2 separate regions of the Macaca mulatta genome follow, and region 1 is linked to region 2. The links are chromatin contacts, called in public Hi-C maps. All regions are on one chromosome and are shown on one strand. The core of a region is the stretch at or near the end of the contact, and the rest is flanking DNA. Distances in the headings are between cores, read along the strand shown.

Region 1 (6,354 bases), core at 3,519-6,018, 130 kb before region 2:
AGGTGTGGTGGTGCATGCCTGTAATCCTAGCTGCTACTTGAGAGGCTGAGGCAGGAGAATCACTTGAACCTGGGAGGCAGAGGCTGTGGTAAGCCGAGATGGTGCCATTGGACTCCAGCCTGAGTAACAAGAGCGAAACTCCGTCTCAAAAAAATAAATAAATAAATAAATAATAATATTTTTTTTCTCCCTAAGAACTGTAACTATCCAGGAATAAATGAATGAATGGTCTTAATGAGCTACCTTTGCCTCAAAGCAGACTTTTCCCTTTGTCACTCCGTAAGTACTCCTTGCCCCAGACCAAAGGGTGGGGAACTTCTCTGAGAAAAGGGGCTGCCCTCCATAGCGGTCTTTGCTCACTTGAAAATGCAGATCCGAGGTATCTGTAAAGAAAGAAGCAATCAGTTTACTCCAATGTCCAATACTTGTAAGCTACCAACAGAGCACAAGTGTAGCCAGTTGTTGAAGTGGATACAAAGTCTCATAGAATTTATAGGCTATGAAGTTTTAATCTCCAAAATCACTTTTAGGAGATTAGTTAAAAACCACAATCTGTCTGCCTTATACATACACGTGTCCAGGTTCACAAGAGTTTGATCCTCCTCCTCATCTTTTGCCTCTTCTTCAGGAGGCAGTGGAGACTTTGAGCTATATATGTAAGATAGAAAAGAAACACAATGTAAACAAAGTCCTCTTCTTTGAGAGGTGTGTGTATGACATTATGTCCATTTTAAACTATCAGTGAATATCAAATCCCAGCAGACAGCTTTTTTCAATAAATGAGAAAGGGCAATAGGAGTTTCCATGGTAGATGCAATCTAAAACTCATGCCTATAAAAACCTATTCCATTTTGAATCCACCCTCCTTCCAGTCTCTCCAGTCAATACCAGGTATACCAAAATCAGAGCAGACACTCCCTTCAAGGAAAGGGACTGTTTCCCTCACCGGCTGTGGTAAGCCTCCTCTCGGAATTCATAGTAAGCTCGGCCATGTTCATCCTTCTCATCCCGCTGTCTCTTTACCCCCCGCCGCTCACCATCTGAGCCTGCTGGTTTTGACTTTTCACTATCTTGGTCATCTCCTACAAAAACGAGGGAAAGAAAATCAGCAGTTTTCATACTGGAGTGTAGAATAAGCTCAGAACTAATAGACACTAACAGGGAATCTGAGAATCTGTCTGATCAAAACAACTAGGTTATTCCCACTACATTCACAAAACATTTTATTTCTAAAGATCATCTTTCTGTCATTGGCTGTGATTTTATTTTTTAAAAAAGGGACATGGGCTAATTACAGTCAAGCAGTAGATAAAAATTGGACAATTTTTGCATTCTAAATTTATCCACTTAAATCAGGTCAAACTTGCAGATTTCCCCAACAATATGACATAAAAAATATCCCCTAGGTCTCTAAAAAAACTTCAAAGGTTAATTTGACTCTTGTCAGATCTAGATTTAAGGTAGGGAGTTAATACGTATTTTTAACACTTTTCCACAACTTCATGATACAGAGAAGCCTCAATTTTTCTTTTCCCTTTCCTGTTTTGAAATGCACAGCCAAATGGACTCAAGTGCATTAAACATAGTTGTATTTTTACCACGGACTTCTACTGAAAGTTGTAAGAGCAAACCACTAAGTCATAAAAGATCCATAAATAATACCTCATCTATACTGCACATAATTTGGGGCAGAAAGGTGGTGGTGTACATTTAGCAACATTCTCTACAAGGGGAAAAACCCTGGAATTTTTCCCTAGGCTTTTGCATTTTGCAACGCTAAGGTTTTTAATAATGATTTCTTTAAAAATCTTTTATCCTTCAATATATATATTTTTGAGATGGAGTCTTGTTCTGTCGTGCCCAGGCTGGAGTGCAGTCTTGTGATCTCGGCTCACTGCAACCTCTGCCTCCCGGGTTCAAGCCATTCTCCCGCCTCAGTCTCCCAAGAAGTTGGGATTACAGGCACCCGCCATCACGACCGGCTAATTTTTTGTATTTTTACTAGAGACAGGGTTTCACCATGTTAGCCAGCCTGGTCTCGAACTCCTGACCTCAGGTGATCCACCCGCCTGGCCTCCCAAAGTGATGGGATTACAGGCGTGAGCCACCACACCCAGCCTATCCTTCAATATTTTTATCTTCTCTTTAGGATACACATAAGTCAAAGGTTATGTAATGGGATTTTTGTTCCAGGACACAGGACAAACAATCTGCAAGTTGCATGCGATTGTTGTACAATGGGTTCAGACTCTCGGTTAGTGGCCTAAAAAAATGACTAACAAAAGAACTAAGGCCACCCACCTTATAGTAAGACTTATCCTCCCTACTCTGACATAGTGTTATGGATCAGTTGTAATCATCCAATCACTTCAAAAGAAAGGAGAAAGGTCACTAACTCCCTGGGGCAATTCTACAACACACTCTTCCACAAGCTTACTCAACGGACCCACCAGCACCTCAATCATTACCAGTCAGGAAACGAGGGACCTGAAATGTAAAAGGCTAGCACCAGGTATTCAGCAAATCTACAAACATGCCCATCCACGGACTCAGTGGGAGAATTAAAATGTAATCATAATCCAAGCAAGATAAAAACCCTAGCCAAGTAACGTTAACTAACTCTAAATGCACATGATTAACGTTTTCTCTTCACTGGTTAACTATTAAACTCGACAGTGTTACACTAGAAGCTCTCCCCTACAGCTCAAAGAAGAGCAAAGTTGGATTTTCAGATTCTCTGGCTCAAGCTCTGGTAACATGCTTTTAACTGAGCGGACTTTGACGGACTTCGATTTTCGCTTAACATTTTTACGGTGAAAAAGTTAACAGGTAGCCCAAAGGCCTGACCCTCTAACCGTGGGCCTAGTTCTCCGTGTAATCCCCAATTGCTTAGCACGTTCTCAACTAAGAAAAATATAACAAGCACCGTGGGAGACTGTTCCACAGGTAGCTCACAAGCAGTTCGCATACAAAAATCACTCACTGCCATCCACTATCACCAAGGAACCAAGTTAGGCAGGAACCTTCCTCCTGCAAAGAGTAGGACCACGAGAGGCGGCCTAACCCCTCAGAAAGGTGGGTAGAGAATGAAAGGCATTCCATCAGATGGCACTTTGAGGCAAGCGAAAGCAAGGACTCGGACCCCGCGGTGCAGGGCGGGGTGCTAGATCAGGGGAGCAGCCGGCAGGTTGGAGCCGGGCTCGGCTGCCAGCTCCTCACCCTGTTCCTCGGCGGCCTTGTCACCCGGCACCTCGGATCCCGGCGTCTCGTCCCCGCTCCGTTCCTCGGGTTCGTCTTCCTCCCCCTTACCGGGGCCCTGCTCTTCGCCACCATTTACCCCGCCTGACCCGACCGTGGTTTCCACCGGCTTCTCGGAAGCATCTGGCTCGGCTGCGGCCTCCATGGCTGCCGCCTCCGGGGGCTCCGGCGGCGGCTGCGCGGCCTGAGCCAAGGCCTGAGTAGGGGGTGGCTCCTCGTCCTCGTCCTCAAGCAGCGCCTCCTCGTCCTCCTCCTCCTCCTCTTCGTCCTCCTCCTCCTCCCCGCCCGGGCCGCCGCCCGACGCGGCCACAGGCCGAGGCTCCGCCTTGCAGGCCCCGCCGGGCCCGGCCCCGCCGCCGCCGGCCTCGTCCTCGAGCATCTCGGCGTCCAGCGCCTCCTGCAGCCGCTGCGCCAGATCCACTTTGAGGCCGCGCGAGTCCAGGCCCCGCCGCTGCAGCTCTGACCGCAGCTCGGTCACTTTCAGCCGCTTCACCTCCATCGCCGCCGCCGCCTCCTCCGCCTCCCGCCGCCTCCTCCCCTGCGAACCGTCGACCGAGTCCGACCGCGCAGGCGCCGCCGCCGCCGCCCGCCTCCGCCTCACGCGCCAGCACTAAGCCCGCGCGAGCGAGCGCACGCACGCAGGAGCGGAGGCCGCGCACGGTCCCACTGCGCAGTGTTTGCTTCTGCTTCCTCTCCCCTCCCCCTTTCGGCTCACGGAGCCCAAAACAACGCCGCGGGGAGCTGTTTCCCCTCCAGGCCTTCGGTTCCCCAGCCGCGGGCAGGCGCGCGCGGAGGACGACGGAGTTCCTCCCACTTCCTCCCGCCCCCTGGCGTCCCCGGGCCAATCGCCGCCGGTGCTTTTACCGCGCAGCCGCAGTGGAGTCCAAGACGGGCAAGGCTGGCTGCGGCTCAAGTGCCTCGTAGCACGGAAGCGTGTGCGCGCCGGTCTTTCTGTACTTCCAGCTGGGGGGTTCTGCGCAGCCGCGCGGAGCTCCCTGATGCCATTGCCCCTCCCACTACTGTTACTTCCGTCTCACTTCCAATTGCTGAGGCGTCTTAGGGGTCGCTAGCCTCTTTTTCCTACTGTCTGTGCTTGCAGCAGTAACGACAAAAAGTCAAAAGAGAATGTGTTGCAACATGTAAGCCTACTAGCAATTGTGTTTCTGGCTAGGAAGCAAAAGGACTCCCCAGAACCAAGAAATACAGTAATCACGGGCCCTCCTTTTTTCGCAACGCCTCAACTTCTACCCAGCAACTGAGGCCTTGACCCCGCCCTTTTTCTCTTATTGGACAACTTGAATCGTCATTTGCCGTTCCGATTGGTCATCCATGATCGTCCGGATTTTTCCAATTGGCGAAGCTGCCAGGGGATTTTTTTTTTCCCCCCCCGCCCCGTTTGGTTCGTTGAGGAGGCGGGGTCGTTTCTGCGGGATTATTTTTCCGGAGCCTCTTCTGATTGGGCGATGTGGCGCAATGCTCGCCACCCTTTAAGATACCGCACTGTCCGCATTTCTGACGTGCTCCCGCCGGTAAACCGAAGCCTGGGAGAGTTCCAGGCTTGGGCATCTGCTGAGGGCGAGGAACTGGTCGCGGCGCTGGGTGGGCTTGCAGCTGTGACGCTTATGTGGACACCTCAGTCTCCCTTGGTGGTGGTTCATCTCGGTTTCCCAGTTTATATTACTGACGTCAACAGATAAATGATTGCTGAATAAAGAAGAGTTGGAATTGCTTCAAGCCTCCGGACTTTTAGCACTAGTCCCACCCACTCCCTTCTACTTCCAGGTCGGGGGGCGGGTCCGAAAGAAAGGCGGAAGCCAGTGTGCCCGGCGTTCTCACGCCCGTAACAATTTCTGAGTAGGGCGTCGCTTGAGTTTTTCGGAAAGTCTCCCATCGTCTCCCCCGCCCCCATCGTCTTTTTAGGAAGTCCCTTAATGTTTGGCTTCATTATTCCCACATCCCCTTCCTAACTACTTGCCTGCACTTCTGGAGAAAAAGACTGCAGAAAGGAGAGGTGGGGCTGTGAGTAGAAACAAGCAAACCGCAGGTCCCTGTTGGGGGACCCTCCAGGAAGAAGAGTAATTTCCTGCCTTCTTGAATTGGCTACTACAGTCAATTATTTTGTTCCCAACCCTAGAGCTTCAATTGCTCCTTCACTTAGCAATTTCCCAAGAACCCTGGGCGACAGTTATGGAGAAGCGTCTGCAGGAGGCTCAGCTGTACAAGGAGGAAGGGAACCAGCGCTACCGGGAAGGGAAGTACCGAGATGCTGTGAGTAGGTACCATCGAGCTCTGCTTCAGCTGCGGGGTCTGGATCCGAGTCTGCCCTCTCCATTACCTAATCTCGGACCTCAGGGCCCGGCCCTCACGCCTGAACAAGAAAACATACTGCATACCACCCAGACTGACTGCTACAACAATCTAGCTGGTAAGAACGGGGCTAAAGGGGGCTAGAGAGCATTAAGACAGGAACATGAACATCTGTGAACATTGGGGAAAAAAAACCGCTGACTTTTTTTAAACTGTCATCCATTTATTCTGCCATGAGTTAAAATAATCTGCCAATCTGTGGGGCTCTAATTAAGTTGCCATAGAGCAGGGCTTCTCCGACTTCACCTGGAGAGTTTGTTAAAACACAACTTCCTAGGCCCCATCCCCAGAGGTTCGATGGGTCTGACGTGGGGCCTACCAGTTTGCATTTCTTTCTTTCTTTTTTTTTTTGGAATGGAGTCTCGCTCGGTCGCCCAGGCTGGAGTGCACTGGCACGATCTGGGCTCACTGCAGCCTCCGCCTCCCGGGTTCAAGCAATTCTCCTGCCTCAGCCTCCCGAGTAGCTGGGACTACAGGCGCCCGCCACCACACCCAGCTATTTTTTTTTTTTTTTTTTTTTTGAGACGGATTTTCGCTCTTGTTGCCCAGGCTGGAGTGCAATGGCGTGATTTCGGCTCACCGAAACCTCTGCCTCCCGGGTTCAAGCGATTCTCCTGCCTCAGCTTCCCGAGTAGCTGGGATTACAGGCATGCGCCACCACACCTAATTTTTGTATTTTTAGTAGAGATGGGGTTTCATAATATTAATCAGGCTGGTCTTGAACTCCTG
Region 2 (6,153 bases), core at 2,708-5,207:
AAAAACAAAAGGGCAGGTAGATTCCACAGAAATAATGTTGCAGGAAGGGGGTGATAAAATACAGAAACATTAACACACAGCAAACCCTCAACTGTTTCATTGGCTCCCAGTGTCTTAATCTGTGTCTGCTAACATTTTAAGGTACATCTAAAAGACCCCCTAAACCCAGCAAGCTTTTCATTTAAAATTCCTTCAGTGAGGTACATCTAGGGAAAAAGTCCCTAAAGTGTGCTGATAAATTAGGCTCCTTGAATGCTGCCTTGGAGTAGGAAATGCAGCATTAGACAGACTGCCTAAGCAAGCTGGGTAAAACCCAGTTAAAAATAGCAAACTCTCAAGGGGTCACTTCCTTGTGCCCAGGTAGACCCACCCAAAGGCATGATTCACAGTAAAGCTTTGAAAAAAAAAAAGCAGCCACGCCATTAAGACGACTAAAATTATGCTGTGGTAACTTCAACAGCTAGGTTATCCAAGGACTTGGAAAATTCACCTTCTGATGTCCTCCAAGACAGATTCCTGCAGAGGAAAAACAAAAGTTCTTATTGGATTGGAAAATATGAATGTACACAATAGTTAACACTATGTAACCTAAGAGTAAAAGGTTGCTATTATAAAACCAGTTAAATATTTAAACAGATACCTACCATTTCTTATGCACCTTGTTCTTTACTCAGACCTGGAAAAATTAAAATCAATGTTTTCAACAAGTGCTGATTACTCCCTTTCTTTGTATAGAAATATTTGTCATCCCTCAGACAGTTCCTTCTGGAACAAATCTTCCTCTTTTCCCCCAGCCAGTCCCAGTGGGTTCACCTTTACAGGCTCTGGGACTAGGACAGAGAGTAAGACGTGTGAAAGTTTCTTCATTGGGAATTTTTAGCACAGTCCACCTTACATTTCGGTTTACTCACCTGTAACTGCAGTCTGGAGTCAACAGTAACACCTAGTTTTCCTGCAAAATCAAGAAAAAATCATGTAGTCTTGAGAGACTTTCATTCTACAGTACATTTTACAATCTCTCAACTATATCTGTTGCTTGGCAGACAGAAGTTTCAGGGCACATTTTAGAGGAAACACTACTTAGCCCAAGAACTTCCTATTGGCTGTAATGCCTCCTCAAATAACTTGTAATTTTTAGAAGTTGTCACTGGAAGGCAGGCTCACAGCTCAGAAAATACCTTTCAGTCACATTGATCAGACTGGGGCGGTATTCAACTCATCACTGGTGAGCAGGTGATCATCACTTGGTGGTCCAGGAGATCAAAGATTTGGGTTAAGCCAGTTCTATCTGTACACATCCACCCAGACCACAGTGCTATCACACACAAAAATCACAGAAAATTGTATATAGCAGCCATTGATGGCAGCTATTGCAAAGCCACTTACCTCAAACTCCTCGAGTGCTAGAGAGAAGGTGCTGGCCCTGAAAGGAGGAAGACCAAGTCAGTAGTGCTTCTCCTATCCTGCATTAAGTTGTTCCCACGCATCATTCTTAGAAAATCAGATTTCAGAGTCTCAACAGCAAGTCATCAGCCGAACGAGATTCCATGTAAGTCATCATATATACAGGCCTAAAAAGGCAGTTTTTTCTACTCTATATGCTGGATGCATTGAATACAGTGAAATTACTCACCTTAGAGCCAAAGAGGTTATTGGTTAATAACACCTAGAGAAAAACAAAACTGTGGGTGAAAGATTCCTCAGACATGGTTACCCCCCACTCCCTGCATTCTCCAATTTCTCAGGTGTTCATGTATTTTCACTGTCAGTCATAGTGAGCTAGTTTGATTCATCATAGAAACTGTCTACTTGGTGGCATAAGCGGTAAGGAGCAAAAAAAAAAAAAAAAAAATCAACTAACCTCTCAGCTCTGAAGGTTTTTCAATAGTATATGGCAACAAGCTGCTCCTGAATCAAAAAAATCAATCAATTAGCTAATTATCCCAAACAGCCAAAACTATTTTAGTTACGGTTGCTAGTGGACAAGCTAAGAAAAGGTAACCAAATGCCTCAGACAGCTTATGGAATAAGCTCTCATGCCCTTTTTCAGTTAATCCTGGTGGGTTCACAATTACTGGTTCCCAGGCTAGAACAGGGCTGAGGCAGGATGTTTCCTCCTCATTGGAGCTGAACCGTGGAAACCTACAACTGACAAGCACTAGTCTGACCCTGGGCAGATCAGTGGGCATCTATCTGAGAGAAAAAAGGGGAGGTCTGGAAACATCACTACAGAGAACAAGAGGAACCAGAAAACTTTATGGTTTAAGCAGGCTTTGGTAACAAACATCAAGATGGCTAAGTTATCAATTAGATAATAGGCCCATAGAATTAAAAAAGCAACGTACTGTAAGATAGAGGCAGATTGTCATGAGGAATACCTGGAAAGCAAAGCAAATTAGTTATTTTAAGGTATTAGGATGGAATGAAACTTATTCAAAATCAACAACTGCCATCAGAACTCTAACATGCTATTAATTTTTGTACCTCACAGAACATCAGCTTATCAATTCAAATCATCTGACAGTAAAGTGATCGATATATGGATGAGGATAACAGCGCACCTTTACAAGAACTGTAGTACCGGGTTGCGATCTCGCTTCCCAGAAAATTATCTCAAGAGGAACAAGATGGAAGGCGCCAAAAAACAAAATTGCTTCCGCCGGCCACTTGTTCTCTTGTGAACATTTACAGAGATGACATACACCAATTTGAATAATTACCTGTATTCACCCTGGGAGGCAGCTGAATTCCTCAGGATAGATTATGAGATGCTGTAGACAACAGAGGAAGGCATTTTATGTACCTAAAAATAGTCATTCAAAGACCCCCGAAGACCTCGCTGTCACTTCTCAGTAGTAAGATGACATCACTTATAAGTTCAGCCATATGCTTGTCATTTTGTGTTCATCACGGAGTGGTTATCTAGCAAGGTCTCCTCTGTAAGAGCATAAAAGCATGTACACCTACCTGGAACATTACTGTAACGCTGGCTTTGCAGAAAGATGGGTCTTGTCCCATTCCTTCACCAGTGAGCTTTTGTGGGCTAAACATCTGAAAAAATAACAGCCTTCACTAACACCTCAGACAAATCAATAAGTCCCTGACATTTATTGCGTACAGTACAGTGCTACTCAGAATTTTTGTTTTCTCCACTAATCCATCAGAAAGAGAGAGTTCAGTTTGTAAAATCATCCCCGTAGCAACTTCTACACACTCAACGAAAGAGCAGAGGTTAAGAAATGGCCATAAGAACTTACTGTAACATAGAGCTCTCTTCGATTCCAACGTGCGCGTAAACCCTGCAGACAAGAGTCCAAGAAGACATTAGGTCAACACAGGGCATTTCGAAAACGCTATCTTCTGAGCCGACGGCTAAGTAGGAGGCTTGCAGGGCCCATCTCCTCAGAGTCACTTATCCTCACGGAGCTCAGTACAGGTCTGTGAAAAGGTCCTCATCATAGGGAGGGGACCCGCACGGCCCGCCATCGCCATCTTGTCCTTCACAAAGCCCCGCTGCTACTTAATTTAAGTCTCGAGGCCACCCACAAGACCTCACCCGCCAGTCACCCTGGCTAGACAGCTACAACACAGAAGGCATAGCGCGTGCTATGCGATGTCCGCACAATCGTTCAAAATAAAAGAAACGGACAAAGCACAAAACACTGACAGCTACAAATCTTACGAAATCACTTACCAGCGGCAGTAGAACAATGAGACCGAAATTGGCACGGAGAGACGATTAAATACCATCCCGCAGAGGCCCACGGGATTTGGGGGCGGTGCTATGGCGAGCGCACGCGCATACGTTGACCGCATGCGACCCCGGGGAGTTGTGGGTAGAGAGTTCCAGGGAAGGAGGGCGTGGACAAAGCGCTACCTGAACTTGCGGCGCGAAAAGGGCGCGCATGCGTCCTACGGAACCTCACCGACCGCATTGCGGCTTAGTTTTCTCACCCAGTGCATGTGGCAGGAGCGGTGAGATCACTGCCTCACGCGGATCCTGGACTGACGGTCACGACTGCTTACCCGCTAACCCTGTTCTGAGCTCCCCCTTCCCCCCACACACCCGAAACCTGTGTGCAGGATCCGCCTCCATGGAGCTACAGCCTCCTGAAGCCTCGACCGCCGTCGTTTCGATTCCCCGCCAGCTGCCGGGCTCACATTCGGAGGCTGGTGTCCAGGGTCTCAGCGCGGGGGATGACTCAGGTACTGGATCCCGAGCTAAACTCGGGAGGAGGTCCCCTTTGGGGGAGCCATTTCGGTAAAGTAAGTCAGGGCGTAAGTGCTCCACTGAAGACAGGATCTGATTTTTTTCTAACTGGTCCCCTATGTCCTGCCTTCTGGTGCGTTTTCTTTAGATCTTGGACTACTACGGGCCAGCATTAGCTAACATTTGTGGAGCACCGTCTTAAGCACACTGTATTAATCGATTAATCCATCAAAATCCCAAGAGCTAGGTAGGATGACAGCCCCCTTTATTGATGGGGAACCTTAAAGGGCTCCCGCGGTGCTGCCTGCTGCAACTCCTGCCCGATCACTATGGTTGCAGTCAGCTATAGACTGTTTTACTGAGACCGGACAGCATTAGTTCAGTCGTTCGTGGTAAACATCTACGTGTACAAGCACACTTTATAAACATTTTTTTTTTTCCGAGACAGAGTTCTGCTCTGTCGCCCAGAGTGCAGTGGCGGGATGTCGGTTCACTGCAACCTCTGCCTCCCAGGTTCAAGCGATTCTCCTTCCTCAGCCTCCTGAGTAGCTGGGATTACAGGCTCCCGCAATCATCAAGCCACGCTAATTTTTGTATTTTTAGGAGAGATGGGGTTTCATCACGTTGGCCAGGCTGGTCTCGAACTGCTGACCTGGTGACCTCCTGCCTCAGCCTCCCAAAGTGCTGGGATTACAGGCGTAGGCCACCACACCCGGCCTGGCTCAGCATTTTGGGAGGCCAAGGTGGGAGGATCTCTTGAACCCAAGAGTTCAAGACCAGCCTAAGCAACATAGTGAGAAACCGATACCCATCTCTACAGAAAAATAGAAAAAATTAGCCAGGAGCGGTGGTGCATGCCTGTAGCCTCAGCTACTTGGGAAGCTGAGGTGGGAGGATTGCTTGAGCCCAGAAATTTGAGGCTGTAAGTGAGTTGTGATCAAGCCACTGCACTGCACTCCAGCCTGGATGACTGAGTGAGACCCTGTCTCAAAAAAAAAAAAAAAAGTGGGACAGATAAACTATGGAAAATCAAGATGGCCCAGAGTAGACAGACAAGGCTGGGGAGGTTGTGAGTGGGAATGGCAGTTGGGAAATGCTTTATAGAGTGTCTGGGCCTGAAAGGGTTGAAAGACTCCGGAGGGGAATTCCAGTTAAAGAAACAACTGGAGCACAAGCTTGGTGCAAGAAAAAGAAAGAAGTGTGTGGCTACAATTCATGAAAGATGGGCAAAAGGGGAGTATTAGAATATAAAACTGGAATGTATTTCCTGGGGAAAGCCACATAAGCAGGACCTTGAGAGCAAAGCTAAATCACTTGAATCATAGATAGAAAAAAAAAACCAGGGAGAGTTTTTAAGTAGGAAAGTGATAAGACATTGGGGGATAAGATGGAGACAAGGTCATTAATTAGATTGCCATAGTAGTTTAGGCAAGAGGATTCAATACTAGCAAGTGTAACGGCAGTGGAAGTGGAAAAGAGGGGATTTGGGTTAGGGGTCTCCAACTCACATACAGAAATCAGCTAAGTAATGTAGGTAAGTGAAATGAACTGAGTTGGGACTCTGGTGAACTGGGCAGCCCTTTCACAGCTCCAGCTGATTGTTGCCTTGTGACAGTATTGTCTCTGTGTGATCAAATAGTTTTCAAAAGAATCCAGAAGTCCAGAATTGTGTATTTACCCACTTTAAAATGTTGAGTTTAAATTTTTTTGGCCGGGCGCGGTGGCTCATGTCTGTAATCCTAGCACTTTGGGAGGCCGAAGTGGGCGGATCACCTGAGGTCAGGAGTTAGAGACCAGCATGGCCAACATGGTGAAACCCCTTCTCTACTAAAAATACAAAAATAAGCCGGGCGTGGTGTGGGTGCGGTGGCGGGCGATTGTAATCCCAGCTACTTAGGAGGGTGAGGCAGGAGAAGCGGTTGAACCCGGGAGGTGGAAGTTGC

The links. Hi-C and Micro-C count contacts between places; a contact is called where the count stands out from the background.
Region 1: a Hi-C map of liver shows a contact between it and region 2, with 2.5 times the contacts expected there. The contact joins the promoter of TTC9C here to the promoter of SLC3A2 in region 2. A contact is called at or near these places in 2 of 14 Hi-C or Micro-C datasets (fetal cortical plate and liver).

The regions. Positions count from the first base shown.
Region 1 is chr14:11,331,186-11,337,539 of T2T-MMU8v2.0, reverse strand. It overlaps TTC9C (tetratricopeptide repeat domain 9C), which reads left to right and starts at 4,768. Exons shown (of 3, transcript NM_001194704.3): 1 at 4,768-5,683. The coding sequence starts at 5,446. The region is part of intron 1 of TAF6L (TATA-box binding protein associated factor 6 like); the gene reads left to right. It overlaps HNRNPUL2 (heterogeneous nuclear ribonucleoprotein U like 2), which reads right to left and starts at 3,818. Exons shown (of 14, transcript XM_001116183.5): 1 at 3,220-3,818; 2 at 947-1,082; 3 at 572-648; 4 at 244-383. The coding sequence starts at 3,757.
Region 2 is chr14:11,200,861-11,207,013 of T2T-MMU8v2.0, reverse strand. It overlaps SLC3A2 (solute carrier family 3 member 2), which reads left to right and starts at 3,957. Exons shown (of 12, transcript XM_077962507.1): 1 at 3,957-4,206. The coding sequence starts at 4,095. It overlaps LOC718486 (a long non-coding RNA gene), which reads right to left and starts at 4,583. Exons shown (of 10, transcript XR_013403642.1): 1 at 3,695-4,583; 2 at 3,258-3,299; 3 at 2,968-3,051; 4 at 2,721-2,771; 5 at 2,346-2,378; 6 at 1,862-1,908; 7 at 1,634-1,666; 8 at 1,387-1,423; 9 at 891-952; 10 at 1-516. It overlaps LOC114672513 (small nucleolar RNA SNORD26), which reads right to left and starts at 3,200; the gene lies at 3,127-3,200. It overlaps LOC114672512 (small nucleolar RNA SNORD27), which reads right to left and starts at 2,916; the gene lies at 2,845-2,916. It also overlaps LOC114672511, LOC114672519, LOC114672510, LOC114672514, LOC114672515 and LOC114672518, and 1 more gene.